2 separate regions of the Ovis aries genome follow, and region 2 is linked to region 1. Evidence: chromatin contacts called from public Hi-C data. All regions are on one chromosome and are shown on one strand. The core of a region is the stretch at or near the end of the contact, and the rest is flanking DNA. Distances in the headings are between cores, read along the strand shown. Region 1 overlaps KCNJ3 (potassium inwardly rectifying channel subfamily J member 3). Region 2 holds the start of KCNJ3 (potassium inwardly rectifying channel subfamily J member 3).

What was found. A called contact is a pair of places that touch in the nucleus more often than the background predicts.
Region 2: a contact with region 1 is called in a Hi-C map of liver, with 4 times the contacts expected there. The contact joins the promoter of KCNJ3 here to the enhancer-like site in region 1. A contact is called at or near these places in 4 of 16 Hi-C or Micro-C datasets (liver, mixed tissues and skin fibroblasts).

Annotation. Positions count from the first base shown.
Region 1 is chr2:154,756,182-154,759,988 of ARS-UI_Ramb_v3.0, forward strand. All of the region lies in intron 2 of KCNJ3 (potassium inwardly rectifying channel subfamily J member 3), which reads right to left. Among named protein-coding and RNA genes, the nearest start is that of KCNJ3, 35 kb to the right of the region's middle. Within about 2 kb of position 1,745, at least 4 of the 54 cell types and tissues checked have an H3K27ac peak or open chromatin away from gene starts, as enhancers often do. A contact at or near this core is called in liver, where this site is marked.
Region 2 is chr2:154,791,571-154,795,377 of ARS-UI_Ramb_v3.0, forward strand. It overlaps KCNJ3 (potassium inwardly rectifying channel subfamily J member 3), which reads right to left and starts at 1,905. Exons shown (of 3, transcript XM_060411148.1): 1 at 724-1,905. The coding sequence starts at 1,425.

The sequences.
Region 1 (3,807 bases), core at 495-2,994:
CTTTTCAGTGGTTCTTTCCCTCACCTGAGGTAGTTCCCATGCACATGAATCTGAAGACTGCAGACCTCAGCAGATCTCCAAAAGTCAGTCTGTGTGCATCTCTCCTCTGGAATGTTCCACCACTTTCATCTCTCTGGGTTCCCCGCTCTTCCTTTCACCCAGGGAAACCCTCAGGCTCCACTGGCGCTCTCTCCCTGCACCACAGCCTGGAAGCTGCACAGGGGTCAAGCAGGGGCAGTCACAGGCTCACTCACCTCACTTGTTTCTTGTCTCAAGAATCACAGCCTCTCCATGTTTAATATCCAATGTCTTGAAAACTGTTGTCTAATACAGTGTGTTCTTTTTTAGATGTTTCAGGCAAGATAATATACTTTGTCAATCTATCTTTGCAGGATGATGATGATTTAGTAGCTCGGTCAGATATCTGTTTTTCTTCTTTAAAATGTATAGTTTTAAGAGTAAGAGTCTGTTCTTTCCTCCTCCCCACATTCATTATTCTTTACCATTTCTTTTGCTTCAGTAAATATACACTGTAAACCCTCAGACTTGGCAACCTGAATCAGACTGGCCACAAGCAGAATTCAATCTTTAGGTCTTTTCATTTTGTTTTGTTTCTTCATACTTAGGACCAGTGACCCTGTCACTTTCTCCTACTTCTTATGGCTTTGAGGATCTCTTACTTTTATAGGGTTTTTTTGTTGTTGTTTTTCCTTTTTTGGCTGTGCAGTGCAGCTTGCAAGATCTAGTTCCCTGACTAGGAACTGAAGCCTGGCCTCCGCTCAGAGTCCTAACCACTGGACAACCAGGGAAGTATCCAGGGCCTATTAGTTTTGAAACAGCCTCAGGTTCTAGACATTAAAGTGACCTGCACTGAGATCTGCAATAACTAAGTTTATGACTTATTATACCAACCAGTGAAGTTCAGGAAAACCTTATATAGTTTATAGCAACAAGAGAGAAAGAAGCATAGGAAACAGAAACTCCAAGAATTATTCAGAAGACACTGCGAATTTTCAAAGAGTAATGCCACACACATGGTACACACTGGCGTAGGACATTCATAGAGACACAGTAGCCTTCTTCTAATAGTCAAAACTTATAACTTAAAAATCAGAATTGAGTTTATTATTTACTTCATTGTATCAAATTAGAAGGATAGAGCTAAAATTCTTAAGCCAAACTAGAATATATTTCTATGAAACAGTCCAGGACCTGTCACTAAAATCAAAATTTCACAGTTTTCTTTTGCTTCTCCTAAAAGATAATATAGGGGAAAAACTAAGTGATACACAATGACTTTACAAAATGTAACTTTGACTATTCTGAAGGAAATAAATACAAAAATGTTAAATAAATGAAGCCATCGATAATAATATACAAAGAAAAACAATTCTCAGAGCAATTGGCACTATGTCTATATATGCCAAGTTTCACTTTTAAAATGGACTTCTCAATATTCAAAAACATTTTGTACTTATATCAATAATTCAAGCAAATTAAGTTAACTACATTCCAGATGAAAACAAAATAATGTAGGATTTTACTAAGCGTATTTCCAGGGTCTCCCTTCATGCTTGGAGAAAAACTGCCACAAAATTAGGCCTCTTCTTTACCCTGGAAGGCTGACTGCCTTATAATCTCAGGTGGTTTGTGTCAACAAGAACACAGATAACATACTCACTCCTGTGACCTGGAGACAGACCACAACTGGGTGCAAAGTCCAGTAAGCTAAAGCCAGAGCTATTACTTGACTGAACATAAACAGAACCTGCTTAATGAACAACCTGAATGCGAGGTGAACAGGAAAAAAAAAAAGCTTCCTTTTTCTCTACTTAATTCCTTTTAGTTCACTCTGTTGGCTCCTGATTCTTCAATGAATGACAACATCTCAGTTTCCATGGAAAGAATCATATCTTTGCTGATCATGACAATTCACTTTTACTACTAAATGGCTCAGTCTTGTCTAAAATCAAACTTCAATGTCACTTTATTTTTTTTTTAATCCAAATAAGCAGGGGCATATGGTCTGATCCTTCCCTCTCTCCATCACCTCTCTCATCCTTTTTCCACCTGCTAGTTCTGCAAAATTGGAAAGGACAGTAGGAAGAGAGATTCGAGGCAGAGGAGCACAACACTGACAGCTCTTTAGTTTCACCTGGTTAACACCAGTCAGTTGTCTAGATAAGCTGGCTGGTTTAGTCTCTAAATCTGTATAAGGAAAGTAGATTTCAAGAAACAAAATGTCTACATATCAATAGGTTAAAGCAAAAATCAATACTAAAGCTTTTACTTGCTTGCTTTTTTCAATATCATGGTGGTGAAACTTAGCCTCTGTTTTCTAGAAATGCACTAAACATCTGATTTATTTTCCACTTTTAAAATGAATCACTCATAGAAGCTAAATGTGTTTTTGTACTTTCTATCCTTGATTAATCCCTGATACTTTCAAGTGATATGTAAATAATACATGCTTTTGAATGATATCTTGCCAGATTGTTCTTAGCAGGCCTAGAGCTACACACTGAATTTTGATGGGCAGTTAGTGAAATAATGCAAAGAAGGCAGAAATGAACAGCTAATGAGCTACTTGGGATGCCAGCCTGGCACTGCATCCAAGAAAAACTTCAAACCAAGTGGTGATACAGAGGGAAAAATAATTGATGAAAGCCACAAATCTTTTTGAATCCTGTTCCAGAATATGACCCTGTAAGATGTTTTTATGTTTCTAAAGAGTCCATTGAAGCCTACCATTGTCTTTCATTTATCTAAATACCAGTAAGTAAGAAAAGTATGGACTGATATGAAGAAAAGGAGGTAAGGGCTGAGAAAGAGAAAAGCCCATAAATACTATGCTAATTAGGAAACAATGACAAATTCCAGAGCAACAAAATTGTCCTGGGATACCTAGGACATTTTGAAATTTAAAATACAAACATATGCAGAATTCAACACAGCAGACAAACTCACTTTCTATCAAGCTTTATCTCTACAAATAGTTTCAGAATGGTAGGAAAAATAATAAAGGATACTGCCAGCACGTTTTAAACTATTAGGTAGGTATCTTGGCTTACCTTACAAGGTTTAAGTAGAAACTTTGACTTATAAAGAGCAAGATTTTCATTCTAATTTTTTTAATGTGTTTTTATTTTTAATTATAGGATAATTTCTTTACAATGTTGTGTTGGTTTCTGCCATATAACACGAATCAGCCATAAGTATACATATATCCCCTCCCTCTTCACCCTCCCTCACAATACCCCCCTCCAACCCCACCCCTCTAGGTCATTACAGAACACCTGGCTGAGCTCCCTGGGCCATACAGCAACTTCCCACTAGCTATCTGTTTTACACATGGAAATGTATATATGTCAATGCTACTCTCTCAGTTCGTCTCACCCTCTCCTTCCTCACTGTGTCCACAAGTCTGTTTTCTACATTTGTGTCTCTATTCTTGCTTTGCTAATAGATTCATCTGTCTCATTTTTCTAGATTCCATATAAATGTGTTAATGGACAATATTTGTTCTTTTCCTTCTGACTTGCTTCACTCTGTATAAGAGGCTCTAGGTTCATCTACATCAGTTCAACTGACTACATTCGCTCCTTTTTACGGCTGAGTAACACTGCACTGTATTATTTAATCTAGCGACTTCCCTGGCAGTCCAGTGAAGACTATGTACTTTCAATGCAGGGGGCACAGGTTTGTTCCCTGGTTGGGGAACTATCCCACATGCCACAAGGCACAGCCCCCAAAAAAACAAATAAAACCTTAATATTAACAATTTGATTTAATCTAAGAAATTATGCA
Region 2 (3,807 bases), core at 655-3,154, 36 kb after region 1:
CTTCATAGAAACAAGCAATTAAGAATAAAATTAATTTAACTGCATGGAAAGGCACTCCGCTTTCACAGAATACTTCTCTAGGATAATACTTAGTAAAAATAAAAATTGATAACAACCAGGTGTTATTTTTTCCACTTTATAAACTGCTTCTCCCATCTGTGTACTTGTTAAAAAGATAACCACAGAGTTATTGGGTCTGAAGCAATAATCCACTTGCTGATATTATTAGGGAGGGGATGAAGGGAGAGAGATAACTACAAATAAATAAATAAAGTCTTAGGTGAAAATTGAGGCAAGTTCAGCACCTTTTGTCTTCAGACTAAAAGCCTGTTCAGTTTTACTACTTGAAGTTTACTGAAGTGGTGTATTGACAACAAATTCAAATCTCTCTAAAGAGGAAAAGAGCCAGGGTAGGAAGGACAACAGGGCCTTCCTCTACCTCAGAGGTCCAGGAGCCAACACCACTCCGTAAGTGTCCAGAAAGCGATACAAGTACGTCCGATGAATATAAATAAGAATAAAACAAACAACTGCAAGAGAATGGGTGGGAAAAGAACAGAACTGTCGACTGTACTCTGTTTGCCCCATCCTCCACCCCGAAGAAACAAGTTTGCCTGTAGCGTAAGACAGACTAGGAGCCTGAGGATAGCTCTCACGTGGGTTAATTCCCCCGAGCGTGAGGAATGGCGGCCGCCAGGTGGGGAGGGGGCGGATAGCACTTACTTTGAGCAGCTTACAGCGGATCTGCGCGGAGACCATGTGGCTGTTGCGCAGGTTGCCCACTCGGAACATGAGCGTGAGTTTCCCGTCCCTCATAGAGATCACCGCGTGCTCGCTAAACATCAGGGTCTCCGCGCGCTTCTTGGGCTGGGACATCTTGATGAACATGCAGCCGATGAGGAAGGCGTCCACGATGGAGCCGAGAATGGACTGGAATAGGAAGAGGATGATGCCCTCGGGGCACTTGTCGGTGATGTAGCGGTAGCCATAGCCGATGGTGGCCTCGGTCTCGATGAAGAAGAGGAAGGCCGAAGGGAAGTTATAGACATTGGCCACGCAGGGCGTGTAGTTGCCGACGTGGGCTTTGTTCAGGTCGCCCCGAGTGTAGGCGATCACCCACCACATGGACGCCATGAAGAGCCAGGCCACTGTATAGGTGAGGATGAAGATGAAGAGGTTCCAGCGCCACTTGAGGTCCACCAGGGTGGTGAAAAGGTCCGAGAGGTAGCGGCTCGTCTCACTGCCCAGGTTGCCGTGTTGGACATTGCACCGGCCGTTCTTGTCCACGAACCGCTGTCGCTTCTTCTTGGGCACAAGCTGCTGCTGCGGGCCCTGGCCCGGCCCCTGGGGCTGCAAGCCCGAGCCGCTGGACGAGGTGGTCACTACCTGGTAATCGTCCCCAAATTTCCTTCGGAGTGCAGACATAATACGGAGGGGCGAGCCAGATTCAAACGCGAAGCGAAGGCGCAGGAGCCGAGCGCTGCAAACCAGCACCAATAAGGAGGTGGGGGCGGGAGAGAAAGGGGGGACCAAAGCCGGCGCGCCTGGGGTGGGGGGCGCACCCGGCGGTAGCTGCGGTCTCTGCCCCCCGCAGACGTCTCTCCTCCCCTGGGACGGAGGCTTTCTCTCCACGCTGAGTCTTAAAACCGAAAAAAGTGTTCTCCCACACTCAAGGCAGGAGGGCTGCGAGGACCACGAACCCAAGCGCGAATTCGCCTCCAAGCTTTTCCAGGCTTCTCCTCTCTGCCCCCACCACCGGCATCCCAGGGCCACCTCTCGCTTTCTCACAGCCCCCCTGACTATCCTGCCGCACTCCCAAACTGACTGCTTTAAAATTAACGAGTTGACCAGCGTGTTCCTCCCCACCGGCCAACTCGCCGGGTTGCCCAAGCAGCACTACCTGCTCCGACCAGACCCTCCCCCCCCACCCCGCCGCTCCCAGCTTGCCCGCCACCCCCCCACCCCCCGGGACGGCTGCCGGCTCCCTCCGGCACTCCCGCCTCCTATCTTTTGGCCCAAATCCCGCCTAAAGGCATCTCTGCCCGGGCACGGGTGCAGCAGTCCCTACCCACGTCCTCCCGGCTCAGAGTCCCCTCTCCGGACTCTAGAGACGCGTCCGCCTGCCGTCCGCGGGCCGCGGAGTTTCCGCGGGCGCCACCAGGGCCCCCCCGCCGCCCCCGCGCCCGGCAGAGACGTGGCTGTGCGCTACCGCCCGGCACTCACCCGAAGGGAGAGGGCAGGAGGCGGCACCGCGGGCAGCAGCGGCCGCAGGGCCTCGCACTCTGCCCTCAGGGCTCTTCTCGCCTCCACTTTTCCCCGCGCACCACGATGGGCGCCAACGCCGGTCCCCCAAGCTCCGCGCCTTCCTGGGGGCACCGCGCGGCCCCCACAGGGAGGATCCTGGTGCACCGGTCACGGGAAGACTTGGGAGAGGGACTCGAGGGTTCCTAGGCACCGCCGCGCTCTCCTGGCTGGCGACAAAGGTGCTGCTGAAGGGGGTCTGAGCTTCGGGATTCGGGTCAGACTCTCAGGTGAAATATCAGCGCCGCTCCAGCTTTTCCTCGGCTTCACGGCGCCTGCCTTTTTCCTCTTCCCTCCCTGGCCCCCCACTCCTGGTCCGCGTCTCTGCGGCCCGGGTGGGAAGGAGCGAGGCGCGAGCCGGGGGCGGCGGGAGAGTGGTGTGTGTGCGGGTGCTTGTGATCCGCTGCAGAGCCGCGCTAGCCCCGCCTGTCCTGCTTCCCCCGCTGTTTCACCAGCCTGAATTGCACCTCCGCGCCTCAGTTGAGCCTGCAGTGTCTGGCAGCTCAGGAAAAAGCTAGCCCCTCCAATGAGATGCGACTCTAAATCTGCTCCCCAAAGCCAGCCAACTCTTCTTCCTCGCCCCTCTGCATCAGGCAGAAACCCCCCAACAAGCAGGAAAGGCTTCTCTTTGAAACGGGAGAAGTATAATGTGTCTGTATAACTAGGGCTCTCCTTTACACGGATGCCTGGGTTTAAGGATGCACCATAAAGAGAGACCGCAACTGGCTTCGTGATAAGCCTGTTCAGAACTCAGAGCTCCAAGTAGCAGAGGAGGCTCAAGATGGGAACAGAAGAGACGGGAGACACTCCTGGGAGAGCTCACAGTCCTGCCTGAGAATGGCTCTACTAGAAAGGCTTACAATGTCCGGAGTTAATGTGTGGCTGTAATTGACGGATGAAGGCTGGATGAAGGCCTGGCAGGTAACTTGATGGAAGGGCAAAGTGCAGAAATAGCTAATATAGTGCCCATGTGGAAACATCAGTTTGTTTACCACATTTCATGTTTGTTCTAAGATGCCATGGTCTCATGGCATATTCCATTCAGTCCAGATCCATAAAATTGAATTGTTGGAAAATCATCAAATCATGAAATACAAGGGACTGCTGTAAGACTCCCAGGCAAAGGAAAATGAATCTTTCTACTAATTCTCCTCCAATAGGTGCTCTCTTCTAATTCTCTCTCAACCTTAGTGCAGGTCAGCCATAAGTAGAGGACTCTTGCCCTGTGGTTTGGTTAAAATCCCTACCCCAGGTTACAGACTTCTGCAGGCTCTCTGATAAGAGGTCAGTGACTGATTCTTTAGGATTACATAAGAAGGGAAAGTGACCCTGTGGGAAGTGGAAACTTCTCTGGGCCTGGATCATAGACCTGATTTGAGTTTTGGCCCTGCTGTTTACAAACTGTGTGACCCTGAACAAGTTGCACAAGACATCTTTGACCCTCAGCTTTCTATTCTGGAAAATTGGGAGTTTGAACATTTTCCCAAAGTTGATACCTGAAAAGGA